Linked DNA regions of Danio rerio: region 1 is linked to region 2. The links are chromatin contacts, called in public HiCAR-type maps. All regions are on one chromosome and are shown on one strand. The core of a region is the stretch at or near the end of the contact, and the rest is flanking DNA. Distances in the headings are between cores, read along the strand shown.

Evidence for each region. HiCAR-type assays count read pairs that join an accessible place to other places.
Region 1: a HiCAR-type map of caudal fin shows a contact between it and region 2, with 11 times the contacts expected there. The contact joins the promoter of sord here to the promoter of myo1ea in region 2. A contact is called at or near these places in 6 of 18 Hi-C or Micro-C datasets (caudal fin, embryo, hematopoietic stem cells and 1 more) and 2 of 4 datasets of contacts at active chromatin or transcription factors (caudal fin and embryo).

Annotation. Positions count from the first base shown.
Region 1 is chr7:30,926,125-30,931,713 of GRCz12tu, forward strand. sord (sorbitol dehydrogenase) reads right to left here and starts at 2,169. Exons shown (of 9, transcript NM_001172419.2): 1 at 2,017-2,169; 2 at 1,895-1,928; 3 at 1,650-1,814; 4 at 894-1,053; 5 at 694-812; 6 at 403-468; 7 at 132-310; 8 at 1-40. The coding sequence starts at 2,070. The region is part of intron 8 of apba2b (amyloid beta (A4) precursor protein-binding, family A, member 2b); the gene reads left to right. si:dkey-1h4.4 reads left to right here and starts at 2,435. Exons shown (of 4, transcript XM_021477858.3): 1 at 2,435-2,689; 2 at 4,047-4,467. The coding sequence starts at 2,528.
Region 2 is chr7:30,681,612-30,687,548 of GRCz12tu, forward strand. It overlaps myo1ea (myosin IEa), which reads right to left and starts at 4,432. Exons shown (of 28, transcript XM_677757.11): 1 at 4,173-4,432. The coding sequence starts at 4,175.

The DNA of each region.
Region 1 (5,589 bases), core at 919-3,418, 240 kb after region 2:
CAAGACCAACCGACACCACCACTCCTCCAGAACGAGTAGCCTACACACAAACACCATCAGTGACACATAAAAATATCCAGACATCAAGGTACAGTGAAGCCAGTATGATTTCATAAAGTAAATAAACCAACATAGATGGCTGTCTGAATGCTGCTCTGCACTCCGGTGCACTCTATGCAGATTTGAGGCATGCATCCCAGCATTCCCTCCACTCTTTTAGCCAAGTCCTGTGGTGAATCCTCTTTCTTCACAGGAAGCAGGAAGTCTGCTCCAATCTCTTTTGCCTTGGCAAGCCGATCAGAGGACAAGTCTACAAATAGAAACATAAAGATCATATGTTGTATAGATGTGCAGTCTATCTCAATATAGTTCCCTTTTATATGTCCTGAATATAAACATTACCACTTATGATTACTTGTGAAGCACCCATGGCTTTGGCTGCCAACAGAGACACTAGTCCAATGGGTCCTGTGTTGATGAAAACAAACACCCTTTTTGTTTCCACAGACTGCTTAAACATTTTATCTGTCACGTTCCAGAGACAGTATTTGATAATAACGACACATGCTTTCAGTGATACAAGATTAGCATCAAGCATAGGTCAGTGGACAAGAAGTCAGAGGTCATTACACTGATTAACAAGTTAATGTGTAACGGTTGCATAAATACGTGCAATGATTAGAGCTGGCTGACCTGCACCACAGACAAACACCGAGCTTCCCAGAGTGACTCCTGCCCTCCTGCAGGCATGAATGCCCACTGACAGGGGCTCAATCAGGGCTCCTTCTTCATAAGTAACATTATCAGGAAGCCTGCGTGCACATAGCTTTAGAATTATTACACATACGATTCAAAACTAAGCTGTATCATTTATCCAGCTATGGTGATCTGACTTGTAGCAGAAGCTGGCGCTGTGTTTGTAGTATCTGCACAGGTTTCCGTCATCTGGAGGAGTGGCACAGAAGAATATGCTGGGGGAAAGATTGTAGTGTCCAGATTTGACAAACTCATCTACTTCACGAGGAACTCCAGGCTCAACTGCAACTCTGTCCCCTGGGCGCAAAAAATAGCCGCAATACTAGTTCCTCACATGAAAAATACTATAGTCATCATGTATACTAAGTACTATTATGTTTTTGAACAATACTATAGTAAAGTACTTGAATTAATCTGGTGTGGTAAATCTATAGTTGAAATGGCAATACAACATTTGTAGTGATAAAAACTAAAGGATTTTACAGTATTTATTCACTATAAGTAAAACTACAGTACACTGTAGCTGCAGGGTTCCACACAATTCCTTCACGTTGTCCCAACACAAACTGATTAGATTACTTAATTGTTTTGACAAATTTAAGTGAAATTAACGTAAAACAATTAAGTTGTCCACCTAAAAACTTGAGTATTGCGTTGTTTCAGCACAGTAGTTTGACCAAGCAGCAAAAAATAAATAAATAATAAATTGACTGTGCTGTAGCATTCATTATCAAAATGATGTAAAAAAGAAAAAAGATATACTATATACAGTACAACACACTTTAGTTTGGTTCAAACACACTAGTATTTACTATACACTACTACAGATGTAGTTTTTTTCTTATGTGGGTTGACTAACTGTTATAATGCTGCAAACTAAGCCAAAAACGAACCTGGTTTAAGGTGTGTGACAGCAGAGCCGACCTTCACCACTCGACCAGAGGCTTCATGTCCTAGAATCATGGGCTGTTTGACCACAAAGTCTCCAATGCGGCCGTTTTGCCAATAGTGCACGTCTGATCCACATATGCCCACAGAGTGCATCTGAAGCAACACGTCTGCAATAACAATAATAAATATACTGAAGTATTCCTTTTATTGCAATGCATTCGGTAATATTTCTTTGTGACATAAATACCATTTGGTCCTGGCTCCGGAATCGGACGCTGTTCCTATACAAAAAAATACAGAAAATCTGCAATTATTAACTAAAAGTGCATTCAGACATGCAAAATCAGCTAAACTCTTGAGGTGTCATACCAATCTCAGATCTCCTTTTGCGTGCAAGACCACGGAAAGGTTGTCTTTGTCCATTGTATTTTCTTATATACGCACAGAAAACAGAACTACTGCAAACGACTATTCAATGAGTTCTTATAGTGCCTGCCTGGCCCTTGCATGGATCATGCGCGCTTTCACTTACACACACTAGACTTTGGCCATCCCACTTCTTCCTGTTTATCAGCGGCTCATTCAAGAACATCAAAACTGCGCCTTGTGCAGTCAGGGAATAACAACCAGGAGTAAGTACGCTCTGCAAGCGTACATACAAAATAAAAAGCATGGACCGGTCATCCTTTTTAAGCATTATATATTCCAGCTATTTATTTTTATTTACATAACTACCCTTTTTTCATTGTCCCACCTAAGACCCACTCGGAGGACAATGTGCTATGCCGGAAGTTGTCTGTTACTATGACGACGTGTTTCGCTTTTATATTTATCCTACAGGTTTTCGGAAATATTGCGTGTCCACGTGAAGTAAAATACAATGGACGGATATGATATGGTACTAGAGTGTCTTAACAAACAACAGGAGAGTCTGAACATGAGTCACCGGGGTCTCGTTGTTTTGCCACCTGGAGTTTCGAGACTCGTTACCTTGAAAAAACTGTTTCTGAACAATAACCAGCTCATTTTGCCACCAGACGAGGTACTCAACAAATTTACTTGTATTACAAGGTAACATTGCTATTTGCAATGTGAATTCGTAGCACACTTCACTTTATTCAGTGCTGGGTTGCAGTAAACAGAATTATTAACCACATAAAAATTGTGTTTATAATTATTTATAGTACGTTTTTAAATGTTCACTACTACACTTACTTTGCATAACAAACTATTTACACTTTTTCAACCATTTTAATTATCTTTAATTATTATTTACCCTCAATGTTTTACTTTATCCTCTTAAGGCCCAAGGTGCTTATTTACATGCATTTTTTAATTTCTCTTTGCTATTATGCTTATTGGAACCTAATTAGAATAAAAATCATCTATCATCTTTTAAAAATGGTGTACTGTTAGAGAAAAATTATGTGCATATAATTTATGTGGACTCGTGGTCTGAATTTACATAAAACACTTTTTCCTGATTTTTTTTAATGCATAGATAACATTTTTTTTACTTGCTTTGACTATCAGACAGTAAAAATATTTTTTCCCCATTTTGTACAATTAAAAATAGTGTCTGGGACATTTCATATGCTGCAGTTGCAGGATGACACTGTATGTCTGTAACAAAATATAAAACATTCAAAGTATTTTAAATAGCTACTTTAGAGCTAAAATGTGCTGTCCACGTATGTGGCCACTCAAGACCTAGGAGGTTAAAAAATGGACGTCACATCGTTTAGCTTTGAATATTCACAATATAGAATGGCCATGAGTGTTAATTTATTTACAATCCATGCTTCTGAATTTGGGGACAAAACACCTCTCAATCAAATACTGTGTACTATAATTATGCAAACTACTAAACACAGCCAATGTATGTATTATAAATAGAGTTCATATTTCAATTTATCAAGTTCTAACATGTTATATCAATTAATGTTTATTTAATTTATGTAGATATCACACTGACATCTAGGACGACAAATAACATTTATTAAAGGGTGTTCAAGTATTTTTTAAAATAATGCTTTAATTTTAAATGTAGCTTATACATGATTTATGATAGCTCCCTGTGTATTTCTTCAGTTTGGGAACCAGACAATGTAATGTTTAATGCATTTCATAATTTCATGTTATGATTTCATGATATATCTCTTTTTTATTATGATAATCCCATGATAATCAATGTCATATTAGATCAAAGGTACTCTAAAAGCAGTCAAAATACATTACCTAAAATCATGTCATTCATAAAATGTTTTGTCATGTAATTTGTAGCGCAGAACCTAAATTTGTAATTCAACCAAGCACTGCATGTGATAATATCTAAAGTTATATTATAATGTACAGTAAGCAGAATTAATGTGTAAAACACTATTTGCTGCCCCTGTAAGATTCTGCACCTGGAAAAGCTTGAAGAACTGATACTGGACGGAAACCAGCTGACCATGCTTCCCAGCAACATAGGCTCACTGAAGCACCTGACTTATCTTGGTATAAACCACAACCCACTGTCAGTTCTCCCAGAGGCGCTGGGCGATCTGACAGAACTGAGAGAGCTCTGGGCTGTAGGCTGTGGTCTCATCTCCTTACCATCATCTATTGGAAAACTCAGTAAGTTACAAAAACTTGGGGTCCATAATAATATAATTACAAATCTACCATCACAATTTGGATCCCTCAGCAATTTGCAGTGGTTAAACTTGGCTGATAATAAACTTCAAGACCTTCCAGAAGATATTAATCACCTTCCGTCTCTGGTCTTCATAAACCTGGACAAGAACTGTTTTACAGACATCCCTACCGTATTAACAGGTTAGAAGCTTTTCCATGTATTGAAATGACTATTTAGTATTTGTTTAATCCTTGTTTCACCATGAAAAGAGTTTGTTTCAGGGTGCAATATGCAAACTTTAAATGATACCTTTGATATTCTACTTCACTGTTTTCAGACATGTATTGTCAATGTTTAAAAGACTAATAGTTACTATTTTACTTTGAGTAATCATTGCTTGTTAGCAACTGATTATTAATATTAAAAACATATTATTATTATTATTATTAGATACAAATCTATTTGGTGCAGATTTAGTGTTCTATCAGACCCATAGCCAGGGAGAGTTCGGGTGGTTTGAAAGACCCACCCCCACTGATAAAAGGTCCTGAATTTGTCCCAACCATGAGCTCATTTGTCTTATTTTGACTGCTATGCGGTAATAAATTGTAAAGGCATCAAAGAAGGCTTCCCATAAATGCAAAAAACAAAAAAAAAAAAAAAAAAAAAAAAAAACAGAATCTGACGTAAGTGAAGTCATCTTTCACCACAAGTGACTTTTATTTTGAATCTTGGACCTTATTCTTGAAAGAAAACAAAAGAAACATATAAAGGTTTAAAGCACCAAAAGCGACCCATATTAAAGTTATTTTAATACTAATTAGGCTATTTTTGTTATTCATGAACTTTCAAAATCTACTTTTTTTTTTTACAAAAGAGATTAGAAAAAATTGTGAAGCTCTACATTATTAATATTAATGTTTTATTTTTTTATTAAGAGATTAGAAAAATTGTGAAGCTCTACAATATTAATATTAATATGTTTTTTTTTAATTAAGAGATTAGAAAAATTGTGAAGCTCTACATTATTTATATTAATATGTTTTACTTTTTTATTATTCAAATGGCCAAATTCTGACTGAGGAAAGTTGAATGTGCTGGCCAGTTTGTTATTTGCCCAATAAATTACAATAGGCTTACAATAAGCAACAGTTTTTTTATTATTAATATAAAACTTTGACTCTTTTTTCCCTAATGATACATGATGTAATAAATGTTTTTTTTATAAAAATTTTTAAAACTTTATTTTAAATGTTTTGCTAATGGTTTGCTACAAAGTGTGGTGATGATGAACATCCGACAAGCTAACCCAGCTAAAATTA
Region 2 (5,937 bases), core at 3,182-5,681:
CAGTGGATTTAATCTTTTAGGTTTAATATACTTAAAGTGAACTTCTTGGATATTTTAATAAGCACAATTCAGTTTGGTTCAGAGACCCAGCAATAAAACAGCATCAAAGACGACAGCTGATACTGAGGGAAGTTCACTGCCATGCCTACTAATATATATGTGCTGATGTTTAAAAATAACCTGATTGAAAGCACTGACTCATAAGGATCACAAATTTCAGCCAACCTAGTGCACCTTTCTCTTGTTTAGGTGAGGCCTGCTGACTCTTTCAGAAAGACTATGGATTCCTCAGCAATCCTGTAGCCTTGTGACATACAAGCTTTCAATAGGGGGATGTTACTCAGCATGTACCGCCTCTCTGCCGCTCTTAATGCAAAACATATGCTGCCATACTGACCTACTATGCAGCATCTGGCAGAGAAAGAAAGAGAAAAAGAGGAGATAGTGCAGAGGAGGGAAAAAGAAAGTGAACAAAGCTTGCATTCCTCCACCCTATCAGACAAATATTAACCTGTAAATCTGCTTATGAAATGTGGACACCAGATACACAGGGCCTAGATAGAACAAACAGTGTAGAGGAAACAAGATAGGTGTTGATTTAATGCATTCTTTAATGCATTTCATTTAGAAGAATAATCTTATTTGGATGTTTGGGTGATAAAACAAAATTTATGGTCTGTTGAACTTGAAAAAGTCTTGGGAAATACAGTCAAAAATAATTATGTATGCAGTAGCAGTGATCTTTTATCAAAGTTGTCCTACATTCAAATGTTTTCTAAGTAAAAATACAGACTATTATACATTTTTAACATGATGCACCCAAAGATAACCCAAAGTCATTTACTGTTACAATAGTTTACATACCAATAAATCTTGCCATATTTTGAACATATTTAGAACATCAACAATCATTCAATTCTGTATTGAGAGCATCACAATGGAGATCAGGAAAACTAATAAAATGTCATTTTATATGTGTATACAATGTTACCAAGCCCTTCATGTCAAATGATAACACATTGACTACAAAATATGACATGATGTATTGCCTCACTGTTAACTTTGATATATCTGGGAGGTTTTGTGATTCAAGATGATATAACCTGTTTACTTATTTATTGTATTAAGATGCACCTCTTTGGTATATTTCTTCTTTTAGATGTTGCCAAGCTTCTCATGTTAAATGATAACATATGGACTGAAGAAATATGGTACACACTGTTTTGTCACTGTCGATTCAGAAAGTCTGGAAGGATATATAAATATTTAAATATTATTATTATTTTTTTCTTTCAATGCCATAGTTGTGGTAGGGAAGGGGGTAATGTACCGCTTTAAAATGTAAATGCAATAACTCAATAAATAAACATTTAAAAAATCGTTATATGTCGCAACTGTTTTTCAAATCGCTTGTTTTTAGTCATTTGGCAAGAAGTGGTCACTTTCTATTTTAGGGTACACTTAAATACCATTAATAATACCATATAACTTTTGCCTCAAACGACTAATTTGTTGCTTATTAATAGTTATTAAGGTGGCAGTTAAGTTTAGGTATTGACTAGGAAAAAAGATGTAAAAGAAGATCATGCAGAATATGTACTTTATAACTACAGTACTAAACAGTCAATTATGTAATAACACTCATGTAATAATCTACTAGTTAATAGTGAGAATTGTTAAAGTTTTACTCAAGAAGTTTTTATTCATTTAAAATATAATAAATCTGAGTATTATCACTTATCATTTCATACATTTTAATAAGTACAAATCAGAAAATGCATATTTATTTTTATTTTACATGAATATATTTTTTTGCTTTTTTTTACTTTTATTTATTTATTTAGACTTTTTTAGTAAAAGCTACGGGAAACCGTTATTTAGAATGTCTTAATGGAATATTGACCCATATGGATAACCAAGTGGTACATTACATAATCAACCCAAATGGCTGTTGCACAGCTGGAATACATCATAAAATCAGGCATCGTTGTGTAACAGACATTTACTGCAAGTTCATATTTCAGAAATCATTCCATTTCCTTTGAGCTGTCATGCGCAAAATAAGCAGACTCATCAAGGACTCACTGACATACAGTTAAACTACTGCAGTCAAAACAAAACAGATCAAAATTTCACCTATTAATTCCATAGATGGCCCGAGATGCTTGTAGATCACACAAAAAGCCTGGCCTCGTATGTGACATTATATCATTTAAAATGGGTTCACAGAAATGTCAACATTTAAGATTATGCTGGCTTGCCCTGCACACTGTGAACACAGTTTCAGCCTCATTTATAAATGCAATCAGCACTAATTAATAGATCCTTAAAGGGTTAGTTCACCCTAAAATCCAAATTTACTCCCTGTTTACTGCTGCCTCAAGTGGTTTCAAAGCTTTTTGGGTTTCTTTTCTATTTCTTTCACACACACAAAAAAAATATTGGAAACACTTTAGTTTAGGTTACAATTCATATCATTTACTACTGGCATATTAACTGCCAATTATTTACATATTAACTGCTTATTAACACCTAAAAATTAATAGTTTGGTGCTATTTTATATCCCTGATCCTACCCAATACCTAAACCTCCCTACTTCCTTACTATAAAAAGCAGCTAATTAGTAGTTCATTGAGCTAAAGGTTTTCCCAGAGATGGGTTGCGGCTGGAAGGGCATCCGCTGCGTAAAAACATGCTGGATAAGTTGGGGGTTCATTCCGCTGTGGTGACCCCGGATTAATAAAGGGACTAAGCCGAAAAGAAAATGAATGAATGAATGAATGAATGAATGAATGAATGAGCTAAAAGTATCAGATAATGGTTGTCAATTACAGACTAATTAATTTTAAAGAAAGCTCTAAAGTGGTTACTATTGATGTCCATAGAACTATTAGTTTGGAAGACAATGGTCACCCAATTTACAAAATATTATATTAATAAGAAAAAAGAAACACAAACAGATTTGTGACAAGTGAGGGGTCAGGCATTTTTGGGTGAACTATCCCTTTAAAGGACCATATGATTTCAGCCAACAACACATACTTCTTCCTTGTGAGAAAAACACTTATGAAGCCTGAATTATATTTTTGCAATGTTTGTGACAGCACTGAACACCTACAGAAAGGGTTTGTCCCAAAGCCAAAAGGAAAACTAGTTCTACCGGCTTGCATGGCTTGCAGAGAATGTCTCTGCGTGCGCTTTAGAGACAGGTGAACTGGATTTTCTTGTTTTTCACCTGATCTGTACTTGTTCTTTACCAGCTGACAGGCTGAAGAAGAAAATACACTGAATGTGGGACAAGCAGCCTAGGGATAACACAAAGCTAAAATCAGTCAAGTGTAACAGAGGCCTAATATTCCTTGAGGAGCTTTAAGAAACCGGTGTCAATTTCCAACAGAACAAGTGAAAATGCTCTCATTGTGGACACAAGCATAAGCACACACTTATTCAAAGCAGGACCCAGCCCATCCTAATGAGAATGAGTACGGAAGCGAGTTTCACATGCAACTACATCTACCTGCATCTTTCAGTGAGCTGTAACCATAGACACCAATGTGTGCTACTTACAGTTTTACACTGTTATGTAAGACTAAGCCAGGTTAGCAAGACACAATATATTATAAAGAGTCTAAAACAATTGATCTAGGAAAAGTGAAAGAACAATAGTGATCTATCCAGGCTATTCAAACTGCCTGAAGACACACAGTGCCAAAAATAGCAAGAAACATGTAAGATATGTTTATAACACAAAGTGACCAGAGAATAACTAAAAGTAATCGGAAACCGTGCATCTCTGGTAAATTTAAGTATCTGCAATTGGTCTAGAATGAAAACAAAAATTTACTAGAAGTTTAAACTTGATGTGACCACACTGAAACGTCATTTACCCGATTTAACATTTCTGATGACAATGGATGGCATACAGTACAGTAGTATGGTTTTGTCACTATGAGTGAGATAATTTTAAAGAGTGTTAAAGCAATTTATTAGCTGCTAATTCTGGCTTGTAAATTATTAAACCAGTTGAAAACATTAACACCAAGCAGCTGTTATTACAACCTATGTTACGTCGATAAGGATGCTGTAAAACTGTTTCCAAAACAAGAGCAGTGTCCCTTGTGTTTCTCTCCGTAGGCGATACGCGACTGTGCTGTTAAGTATTTTCACTCACCATTTTTATTGGTTAATCACACTGCAGCCGACCTTCTGTTATAATCCGTTTTGTAACTGTTTATAGTAAAATAATAAACCTCTCTATTTCCCCGTGGCGATGTCACGGTCTCTTTTAGCCTCTGCTGTTGTAAACGTCTCCTCAGGACCAGTGTCGCCGCTCCATAATAGTGTGGACCGCACCGGTAAACGGCTCGAGCGCACTGACTGCACTGCACTCACTCAGCGTCTGCTGCACAAAGTTAAACTTTGTGACTGCTGGTTGACGGAATCAAAGAGGCAAACAACCCATAAATGGAGAATTTCGTGAGTTGCTTTTGGCCAATAGGAGCGCTGCTCGGCGCGTCATTCCAAAGGGAATCCCACCAGATGATTTCGGGTGTGTTAAAGCGCGTCCTATATGCGCAGCGAGGCTGCGTTAAACACTTTACAGCATCACTGCGCCAAAGAGCATAGACACTGAAGACACAAAGAGCTGAAGCAACAAATACAGAATTGTATAGTACTACAACTGAAGAAAACGTTAACGGTATAAACATCATGTGTATATAATGTTTTTTTTTTCCTTTTTCTTTTCATGTATTTATACATTTTCACCATTTATTTTATGAAGTATTTAATTTTCAATTCGTTTATTCTTTTCTAAAGGTTGCTTTTATTATTTCCAAAACATTGTGTATCTAGGCTATATTATATTCTTCATATTATAATATCATGATATCATTATAAGTAGCTGTATAATTACATCATAAACACTATAAATTCAGTTTTACATGTTATTAAGCATCATTCAATCGTTTTCTTATCGGCTCAGTCCATTTGTTAATCTGGGGTTGCCACAGCGGACTGAACCGCCAACCTATCCAGCATATATTTTATGCAGCGGATGCCCTTCCAGCTGCAACCAAGCACCCATAATATTAATTAAAATATTAATTAAAAATTATTACACATAAATAAAATCTCAACTTTGGAAGTATACAGTATGTTCGCTTTTTATTGCCTCATATATTAAGAAAACCTTTAAGAAAATTACATTTTTTAAATATGTATATATTGAATGATTAAAATAAAACATGCACCTGGATTAAAATACATTAAGATTTGCCTGTTTAAAAAAATAAATTTTATTGTCTTATTGAAATTGATATGGACGAGGCATATCTACACAGTAGGTAGTGCTGTCGCCTCACAGCAAGAAGGTTGCTGGGTCGCTGGTTCGAACCTCGGCTCAGTTGGCGTTTCTGTGTGGAGTTTGCATGTTCTCCCTGCCTTCGCATGAGTTTCCTCTGGGTGCTCCGGTTTCCCCCACAGTCCAAAGACATGCGGTACAGGTGAATTAGGTAGGCTAAATTGTCCATAGTGTATGAGTGTGTGTGTGTGAATGTTTCCCAGAGATGGGTTGCAGCTGAAAGGGCATACGCTGCGTAAAAACTTGCTGGATAAGTTGGCGGTTCATTCCGCTGTGGCGACCCCAGATTAATAAAGGGACTAAGCCGACAAGAAAATGAATCAATGAATGAAATTGATATTATATTGTCATTTGAAAAAATCTGTATAATTAGTTTTCTCGGTGAATGCTTTAAAATGTAAATTATCCCCTTGATACAAAGCAATCTTTATATTTTTGTGGGAACCATGATAGATTTAAGCTTTTAAGATTACTTTAGAAAGTTCAAAAACCATTGACGGTCCATTTTAATTGTATAATTTAATATTTTATCAAACTACTGCACTTTTAAAAACAGAAGGGGCCACTAAAAAAA